Linked DNA regions of Astyanax mexicanus: region 1 is linked to region 2. The links are chromatin contacts, called in public Hi-C maps. All regions are on one chromosome and are shown on one strand. Each heading gives the region's core, a stretch centred on a gene start, on an enhancer-like site or on the middle of the called end of the contact. The rest is flanking DNA. Distances are from core to core; before and after follow the strand shown.

Region 1 (5,318 bases), core at 1,729-4,228, 99 kb before region 2:
ATTATTACTGTACATCTCTATAAAGATATTATTATTACTGCACATCTCTATAAAGATATTATTATTACTGCACATCTCTATAAAGATATTATTATTACTGTACATCTCTATAAAGACATTATTATTACTGTACATCTCTATAAAGATATTATTATTACTGTACATCTCTATACAGATATTATTATTACTGTACATCTCTATACAGATATTATTATTACTGTACATCTCTATAAAGATATTATTATTACTGTACATCTCTATACAGATATTATTATTACTGTACATCTCTATACAGATATTATTATTACTGTACATCTCTATAAAGATACTTATTATTACTGTACATCTTTATACAGACATTATTATAACTGTACATCTCTATAAAGCCATTATTATTAATGTAAAAAATCAGGAATAAAATAAGAAACCACTTAAAAATTATGAGTTTCTTTAATTTTACCAAATTGAAAACCTAGTATAATTAAGAGAAAGTTCAATGATCACAAGCCAGCAAACCAAGCTGAACTGCTTGACTTTTTGCACCAGGAGTGGCATAAAGTTATCCAAAAGCATTGTGTAAGACTTGTGGAGCAGAACATGCCAAGATGCATGAAAACTGTGATTAAAAAACAGGGTTATTCCACCAAATATTGATTTTGAACTCCTAAAACTATGAATATGAACTTGTTTTCTTTGCATTATTTGAGGTCTTAAAGCTCTGCATCTTTTTTGTTATTTCAGCCATTTCTAATTTTCTGCAAATAAATGCTCTAAATTACAATATTTCTATGTGGAATTTGGGAGAAATGTTGTCTGTAGTTTATAGAATAAAACAACAATGTTCATTTTACTCAAACATAAACCTATAAATAGCAAAATCAGAGAAACTGATTCAGAAACTGAAGTGGTCTCTTAATTTTTTCCAGAGCTGTATATAAATGAAAAAAATATATATATATTTTTTTAATTATAGAATAATATTCATTTTATAAAGGCATTATTACTGTTTGTCTGTGACTGCAGCTGCAGACTGACTGTGCAGACAGCTGCACTCAGGGTCCTTGGGGGCTAATTGGGTAATGATGTGTTAAAGTGTGTGTGTGTGTGTGTGTGTGTGTGTGTGTGTGTTTGGTGTGTGTGTGTGTTTGGTGTGTGTGTGATGTGAGGTTTGATTGACAGGTCTCTGCCAGCAACATGACACTCGACAGGAGAGTGTGTGAGGCCTGCGGGTGGAGCAGCTGACACACTCTAACTCACTGTCACTCACATACACACACTCCAGCTGTCTGTCACTGATACGGTGTGTGTGTGTGTGTGTGTGTGTGTGTGTGTGTGTGTGTGTGTGTGTGTGTGATAAACACTGCTCTGAGCATCCTCACATAGAATAGCTGATTAAAGCGATACTTCAGCTGCAAGTTATATTCAGTCTGAGGGATGTTCAACACTAAAGCCATGATGCTAATGTCGCTAACAAAGAACGAAAGCTTATACCCACCAATTAGCACTGGAGAAGCTGCAGGTTAACAAAGCTAGATGGAGGGATGAACTGTACAAATTGTTGCAAAACTAAACAACTTTTTTATTCTAAACATTTGTATAGAATTAGATGTAGACATGATTTCCAAATAATTTTTATCAGTGACAAGAGGCTGCTTCATTAAACACTGTATATTTATGTCAGAGGCTACGATTGGGTAGTTTTCCTCCTGGCGAAAGATTACTGACTGCCTCTACAATGCAGTTGAAGACATTTTAACTTCTAACTGGCATTTTTCAGCAAGATAAATCTCACCCACACACAACAAGAGCTTCTCAAGTATGACACCGTGTGTCAGGATTACATATTTATCCCTATTTAAACATTTGAACACAGCAAAATATGAGTACAGAGCAGGATCTACAGACCCAGCTGCAACATATGTGGCTAAATGTGCTGCAGGATGCTATACACATCCTGTATACCTCCATATCCAATCATATCTCACAATATATCCAGACAAAAGGAGAGCAATAGGGCACTAGAGCCTTCTTTCAGTTGTATGGTTTTCCTCAATAAACTATTTTTTGTATTTTTGTATAAGGTGCACTTAAAAGCCCTTAGTTTTTTCAAAAATCGACAGTGTGCATTTATAATCCAGTGCGCCTAATTTATGATTTCTACCAGTCAGGTATTTAAGAGCAGTAAAGTCACTCCACTGAAGTACAGCGTTAAACAGGAGTTTCTCCAGCACAGAAGCTGGTATTAGCATTAGCCGTTAACCACAGCGCTAGCTCTTTTGCGTGTTTACAGTGTTAAAACAAGCTATGTGGGACGAACCGCTAGCTGATAGAGCTCTGGGTTACCAGAACACTCAGGGTTCCTCAGTGTAGCGCTGTCGGGCAGCATTTACTAGCGCTAAGCCCTGCTAACCGTGACTAGCGCTGCTGCAAATCGTCCAGTTGAAAATATTGGAAATCTAAGCTTACTGTAAATAAACAGAAGCACTTTACTCACCCAAATAAACAGTTTTCAGGCGAGAAATCTGTGTAGATTATTGTGCGACACCCTTGTTACTTACTTGTGTCGCTTAAAATGCTCCTTATGAAAATACACTAGAAAATAGAGGTTGATTGATAGTGCGCCTTATAATACAGTTATAGTTCTAAAATACTGTGATAATATTTTATATTTAAGCACACATTACACACATCTTACACTATGAATTGTTTTTTGTGTGTGTGTGTGTGTGTGTGTGTGTGTGTGTGTGTAGGCCAGCAACGTCACTCTGCAATCGAAGAAAAGGCCAAACATATTTACACACCTCAGCTGTCTGGGACTCGGTACAGCCCCGTCCTCTGGAATTTGCAAATATGTAACTGTTTGAATATGCAAATATGTAAATATGTAAATATGGCACTAATCAAAAGGCTGTGGAGCTGTGAAATGCCACAGAAAGGTCATGACCCTGAGCCTCGGGTAATCACAGACGCTGGAGTGACGGGTTCCAGCAGCTGACCTCCGGGGGGCGCTCTGACCGTAATTAGCAGGAAACAGATAGACGTACATTTCTGCCCCATACATGACTATTTCAGGATTTTTACATTTTTTTTTTTATATTTAGGATCATTTAACAAACCTAAAATAACGTAATGTAGATCTTATGAATAGAAAAATGCATCTTTCAAATATTAGTTTCACAGCAATGTCTTAAAATGTCTCAAATAATTTTGGGCATTTATTTGCAGAAAATGAGAAATGGCTGAAATAACAAAAAAGATGCAGAGCTTTCAGACCTCAAAAAATGTAAAGGTGGAATAATCCTGTTCATGCATCTTGGAATGTCCTCCTCCACCAGTCTTACACACTGCTTTTGGATGACTTTATGCTACTCCTGGTGCAAAAATTCAAGCAATTTGTCCATTTGATTATATACACAGTATTTCTGTAAATGCACACACACACACACACACACACACACACACACATAGAGACACACACACACACACACACACACACTGCTCTGTACCAGCAGGGCAGTCAGTGTATCCAAAAACTGTCAGCTTTCGGTTCATATTCACTGATTCACACTAATGAACACTGATAAACTGATTATATTTAACATTACTAAGACCCCCCACCAGCCCCCACACCGCTTACAGCTGTAATTTAATTCAAAATTTGTCTCTGGCTTCAGCTCACTCTCCCCCAGCCTGGAGGGGAAGCAGTGATGGCATTAAACAGACACTTACTGACCAAGACATTGACACGGTTCAAAGAGACACTTCATTATTATACAACACACCCTGCTCACAAGTCAATTACCATCAACAGTTATTTTCACTGCGTCTCCCGGAAAACAGCACTTACTGTACATACTCACAATCCAGGCAGATTTTAATATTATATGAAAATTATACATATATATACACACATACATACAAACCTGACTGATTGGGTGCAAGCAGTGTGACAACATCACCATGCATTATTATAATAATTGCAACAATAGGCATAGAAAAAACGTTCTTTCATACTGAGTGCTTTCAGTGATAACCATATTTTTCACACTATATGGCGCACCAGATTATACGTCGCACTATCAATAAACGCCTATTTTCTGGTCTGTTTTCATACATAAGGCGCACTGGATTATAAAGTGCACCCCTGGGTGGCGAGACCTGTAAAGCTTAGCTAAGTTAAGTTAACAAAACTGTATATATAAAAAAAACATTTCAGACGAGTCAGACAAGACAAACAAGTGCTGGATGTTAATCTACACAGATTTATCTCCTAAAAACTGTTTATTTGGGTGAGTAAAGCACTTTTGTTTATTTACAGTAAGCTTAGATTTACAGATTTCAACTAAAGCTATAGCATTAGCATTAGCAGCTAACCGCTAGTGGTTGCAGCTAATGTCACTTGATAGAACTACACTGAGGAACCCTGAGTGTTCTGGTAAGCCAGGGTGATATTAGCTAGCAGTTCATTAAATGTAGCTTGTTTTAACACGGTAAACATGCAGACTACAGTCTGATATACTCTGATATACTCATCTCTGAAAGATAATGCTGCTCCTGCAGTGCTATCCGGGGTTAGCAGCAGGCTACAGGCTGATTAAACTCACCTCTGAATGGTCAAAGAGCTAGTGGTTAGCACGGTTAGTGGCTAATGCTAATACTACTGGAGAACTAAACTGAAGCTCCTGTATAATGCTGTACTTTAGCGGAGTGGCTTTACTGCTCCTTACAACCTGACTGGTAAAATTAATACATAGGGTGTACCAAATTATATGGCGCACTGATGAGGATTTTAAGTGCACCTTATATTGAAAAAAATATGGTATGTTATTATTAATGATAACTTACTACACAGTTCACACACAGCAGATACAGATTAGGCATCCTTTTTAACAGGCTGGACAGTTCCTCAGTTCCTCTGGGATAAAATAAACAGGCTGAACTGACAGTGAAGAACACAGCCTGGAGATGAGCCAGTGTGCTCCCGGAGATGACCTTTTCCCAGCGCCAGTGACCAGATTCCTACAGACAGGCAATGAGCTCATGTTCTGTTTATCCTGTCCTCCGGAGCAGAGTGTGGCTTCTCTGTTACGGAGGTCCATCACCTTTAACCCAGTACACCTGCCCTCTCCATCAGTCAGCATTAGTTTACTGGTTGAACATTTAAATAATGAAATATTGTAAATTATTGTTTAGGTTAATTTAATACATTGACAATACATTTACTTTTAAAACAATATGGATTACTAAAATTATTTATACTTGCTTAAAGCCAGATTAATAAAAGAGAGATAGAGAGAGAGATAATTTTTAAGGCATTT
Region 2 (5,170 bases), core at 645-3,144:
CCACGAAATAATCGATTATCAGAGCTCACCATTTCAAAAGAGCACCACATGGCACCACTGTTCAATCACAATTGATCATGTGCTGATGATGCTCTAATAACTGAGATCAAAGCTCTATTGGTTTGATTCCTTCATCACTCTGTAAAGGGCCTGCTGCTAAACTCTTCATGCTCTTCAAAATATATTCATATATTATTTTTATGCTTAAATGCATTTTAACCCACGCAGAGTGACCAAATTATTAAAATGCTCCAGAGTGTGTAAATGTGTGTGTGAAGCAGCTGTGGAGCTCCAGAGTGTGGAGGATGTGGAGCTTCAGTGTGTGTAAATGTTTGTTTGAAGAGGCTGTGGAGCCCCAGAGTGTGTAACTGTGTGTGTTTGATGAGGCTGTGGAGCTCCAGAGTGTGTAAATGTGTGTGTTTGAAGAGGCGGTAGAGCTCCAATGTGTAACTATGTGTGTTTGATGAGGCTGTGGAGCTCCAGAGTGAGTAAATGTAAGTTTGAGGAGTCTGTGGAGCTCCAGAGTGAATAAATGTGTGTGTTTGAAGAGTCTATGGAGCTCCAGAGTGGATAAATGTGTGTGTTTAAGGAGTCTGTGGAGCTCCAGAGTGTGTAACTGTGAGTTTGAGGAGTCTGTGTAGCTCCAGTGTGTGTAAATGTGTGTTTGAGGAGTCTGTGGAGCTCCAATGTGTAACTATGTGTGTTTGATGAGGCTGTGGAGCTCCAGAGTGAGTAAATGTAAGTTTGAGGAGTCTGTGGAGCTCCAGAGTGAATAAATGTGTGTGTTTGAAGAGTCTATGGAGCTCCAGAGTGGATAAATGTGTGTGTTTAAGGAGTCTGTGGAGCTCCAGTGTGTAACTGTGAGTTTGAGGAGTCTGTGTAGCTCCAGGGTGTGTAAATGTGTGTTTGAGGAGTCTGTGGAGCTCCAGAGTGAATAAATGTGTGTTTGAGGAGTCTGTGGAGCTCCAGGGTGTGTAAATGTGAGTTTGAGGAGTCTGTGGAGCTGCTATGTGTAAATGTGTTTGAAGAGGCTGTGGAGCTCCAGGGTGTGTAAATGTGTGTTTGAAGAGGCTGTGGAGCTCCAGAGTGGATAAATGTGTGTGTTTGAGGAGGCTGAGTAGTTATTTCCAGAAGGCCGGCTGTACCTGCAGCTCTCCGCGGCTCCTGCTGCTTTCTCCTCGGCATGCTGCTCCTCCTACTCAGCGGCGGAAACACGGCTCCTCTATCCCGCACACGGAGCTCCTGGGGCGGCCAGCAGCGGCTCGGTGTGTCCGGCACTGTCCCGAGCTTCACTGCTCATCCAAACTCGACTTTTTAGCACCTAAAACCACGTAAGACCATCTCGGGGATTGATACAGAAAATGCTAAATAAAATATAAGTGGATCAAGACTGTAGCAGGTCCATAATTCCCACGGTGTGAGAATACTCAAAACAAACCAGGCGACACGAACATAAAGACGTCCCAAAACTCGAAAAATCAACTTCACAGTTATTGCCGTAGTTGATTTCTATGGTGAAAAATGTTTTAAACCAGAAGAGACAACGCTGGATCTGCTGGATGAGCTGTAAAACAGATTTGACCCAGAGTTGGTCGGCGAGCTGCTGCAGGCTCTCTGCCCGGGTCTCGGGTAGGAAAGCTCGGTTAGGCTCCGGACAGCGCTCCGGGGGGGTGGCGGTGTGGCGTGTCGGCTCTGCTAAAGCGGGCTAGCTCCGCTTCCACCTACATTCCCAGACTTGTCCCCCGAGTCTCGGAGTCCTGAGGGCGGGGCGTGATTTAGTGTTTTATAAAATAAAAGCCACTCTGACATCCAGGCTGGACCGATCGCTCCGCTATAAACTCCTGTGTTTGGCTCTCAGCGCAGCAGCGCCGTTACGGGTCCCTGATCTCACCCGTATTCCGCCCGCATCTCCACCCGTATTCCGGCAGCTCCCACTCCCTCTGCGACAGGATTGGCTAGTAGTTCACACTCATAGGCAGTCCGCCGATGAACTACTAGCCAATCCCAGCGCAGATGGGAGGACTCTACCGGCGAATCAGCACCGCAGGGAGGCGGGGCTTTAGTTTAGACCCTCTCTACAGATAAGTGAACGCATCGAGTGACCTGTGAGGACACTTTTAAAGACAAAAGCTTTAAATCGTGACTTAAATCAATGTATACACAATACAGGAACAAATAGACGATTTCCTTGCTTTTATACAGGGTTCGTACGGCCATGAAAAACTTTGGAAAATTTTGAAAATAGCAATTTCTAGACAAGAAATTCTGGACAAGTTTTGAAAAAAAAAAAAATACCCAGAAGGTTTTGGAGAAGTCATGGAAATTAGGTCTAGAAATCTTTGTGTTCCCGTTTACTGATGGAGAAAATCTATTTTGAGCTAACAAATACATCAGCTCAGAGTTAATTCAGTAATTTAGCCCTACAGAATAGAATATTTTATTAAATATTGTGTCAGCAGTTTTATAAAATTAATTTTAAGCCTTTTAAAAAACATACGGTCATGAAAAATTGCCTTAAGGACATAATAATGAAATAATAAATGTAAGAATGTAATGCAAACTTTCCCAACACGATAGTTGGAACAGGTAATGGTAATGGGGCTGATACAAGAGCTACTGCGAACATGTAGATATTGGAAGGGAAAAACTCAGTCTTCATCTGCTCATTCAAGCATTGTTAATGCAAAGAAATACAGAATCAGTACAGAAGAGAGTTAGCGAGTAAAAAGAGCATAACAGAATTATCACTAAAATCACCAAAATTATTTCAATTTGAAGAGAGACAAATTATCATACAACCTCACTGCACCCTGCACTTTATTTTACACTGTACCTACCGGGCTGTCCCAGACTGTACTTATCCCACACAACTCATTCTGTACCTGCACTTTACTTACAGCTATTCTGTCACTTATTGGACTATTTCCTCACTTTTACACACACATACTCTAGACATCTGCATATCTATATAGCACAGTATATTTATATATTCAATGTAAGTTTATTGTGTTATTGTGTGTATTGCCTTTATTATGTATACTGTAAAGTTACCTGTATATTCTATTTTATTTTACTATTCTACTTGTAAATATTGTTCTCTGCACACTAGTGGGAACCTGCACCCAAGTTTTTCACTCACCTACACCTGTACTCTCTTAAATCTTGAGGAATTAAGTACTTTTTAGCATGCTCTGTGTAATTAGACATGCTCATCAAAAACGTACAGACTGTGCAGACACATGAAAAACATAATAACTATCAATATTTACTGTTACATTTGCTGGACAGGCTGCAGTATAGTGTGTGTAACTGCAGCTGGCACTGTGTGTGTTTGGGAGGGCTCTGCTGCTGCTGTGGTAAAACAGGGTAAGGGTTATCAGCAGAGCTGCTGGGTGACCCTGAACTTCAGCACAGTTTATCGTGGTTATTATCAGCTATGTACCTATGAAGTTCCTGAACGCAGGCATGTCCCGGTTCCTGCTGCGACTCCTGGCCGCTCACACTGCCCGCAGCGAGGCGAGTCTGCCCCGGGTTCACTCCGTCCCGAGCCGCTCCATCATCGACCTGTCCTACTCCACTCACTTCATGGACTTTAAAGGCTCATCTATCCCGAGCTCCATGAAGAAGCTGGTGGTAACCAAACTGAGCCAGAACTTTAAGGAGGCCGTTTCTCTACAAACAGCTCCGGTACCGACACCTGGGGACGGGGAGCTGCTCGTCCGAAACCGGTGAGCCAGGGGCGGCATAGCACAGCGCGCAGAGTCGGTGTAGCATAGCACAATTAAACAAGCTGTTATTTGGGATTTGGGAGGATAAAAACACACAGAAGCAGTGGAATATAGTAAAGGGGACTTGGGTAACACGTTATAAATAAGGGATATTTTGTATTTTTTGTGTAAAACGCCCTGTTTCGCTGTGTTTTTATTATTTTATGGGAAGGGGAAGTTAGCTAGCTAACCAGCTTAGCACCTTCTCAGTACTTCCCATAGACTCTTATCGCCGAGGCTAACTCCCGCCCCACTGCGCTGCTGATTGGTTGGTCATAGTTTCTTCGCTCTGTGATTGGTTGGTAGTTTACTTTAACAAGAAAGCAGACCTTTCTGTCAGTCAGGCCTGAATACAGATAGAAACATTTTTAGCAAACTATTAAAATGATTACTAAAACCAAATTTCTGCCTTTTTTTAAATTATTGCAAGTAAAATCCATAGACAAGGAAAGTGGCTAAGATAGGTCAGTGTCAGTGTCAACGTTCTAACCATTATAGGCTATTTGCAAAAATAGAAAACTGAATGTAAAAACTTATTGTCTTTATAAAGAGAAATGTACAAGAAATAAAATTTCAACGGTTTTACTTTTTCATTTCTTCCCCTTACAGTCGGAATTTCAGGAAAATTAAAACATGAATCTTTTCTCTATTTTCAGATTTTTCCATTTTGCAAGTTGGTTTAACTATCAGATTTGTGTTACAAGAAACACAAATGGACAAACCTAAAAATCTAGAGAAGATTCACCTTTTCATTTTTTTTTTTATATTTTTGAGAAAAATATAAAAATATAAAAATATACCCAATTTTCTGTTTTCGAATGTAGCTTGATTACATCAGAAAATTAACTGCTAAGCGTTACACTGACCGAATATTACAGATTGGAAACAAACAAACAAAAAAAAAAAAACAGGCATAGCAAATGATACATTATTTTACCAAACAAATTAATTAATAAAAAAAATGTTAATTGGATGAATAAGTCTTATAAAAGTATTAATCAAGATATTATTTATTAACATAAAAAAAACGACAGAACTCGACATTTATAAAAGGAAATTAATGTAGATAATTTTTTTCTGTAAAAATGTGCAAATAGGAGACAGATAATATTATTATTATTATTAATATTATTCATATTAATAAGTTTCACCCTGGAAATTATTTATCACAATAATTTTCAGAGGCTATATATTGTCCACAAAAACTATTATTATGACAGGCCTAATAGCAATGTGAGTGATTGACGTGTGATAAATCTTTCAATCAAGTGTTTATAAAAACTATTTTTTATGCTCATCGTTTTCTTTTTTTATCCTCCTCAGTCTCAACACACATTAAAAACAAATACACTTTTGTATCAAAACTAAGGTTTGGCAGTATGAATAAAATATACTGAGACCTC

The links. A called contact is a pair of places that touch in the nucleus more often than the background predicts.
Region 1: a contact with region 2 is called in a Hi-C map of muscle, with 15 times the contacts expected there. The contact joins the enhancer-like site here to the promoter of LOC103045577 in region 2. A contact is called at or near these places in 2 of 3 Hi-C or Micro-C datasets (both in muscle).

The regions. Positions count from the first base shown.
Region 1 is chr4:31,061,776-31,067,093 of AstMex3_surface, reverse strand. No RefSeq gene overlaps it. Among protein-coding and RNA genes, the nearest start is that of LOC103023088, 14 kb to the left of the region's middle. Within about 2 kb of position 2,978, the one cell type or tissue checked has an H3K27ac peak away from gene starts, as active enhancers do.
Region 2 is chr4:30,962,220-30,967,389 of AstMex3_surface, reverse strand. It overlaps LOC103045577 (teashirt homolog 1), which reads right to left and starts at 1,894. Exons shown (of 2, transcript XM_015600856.3): 1 at 1,146-1,894. The coding sequence starts at 1,185. It overlaps LOC103045873 (prostaglandin reductase-3), which reads left to right and starts at 3,305. Exons shown (of 2, transcript XM_007231653.3): 1 at 3,305-3,728. The coding sequence starts at 3,445.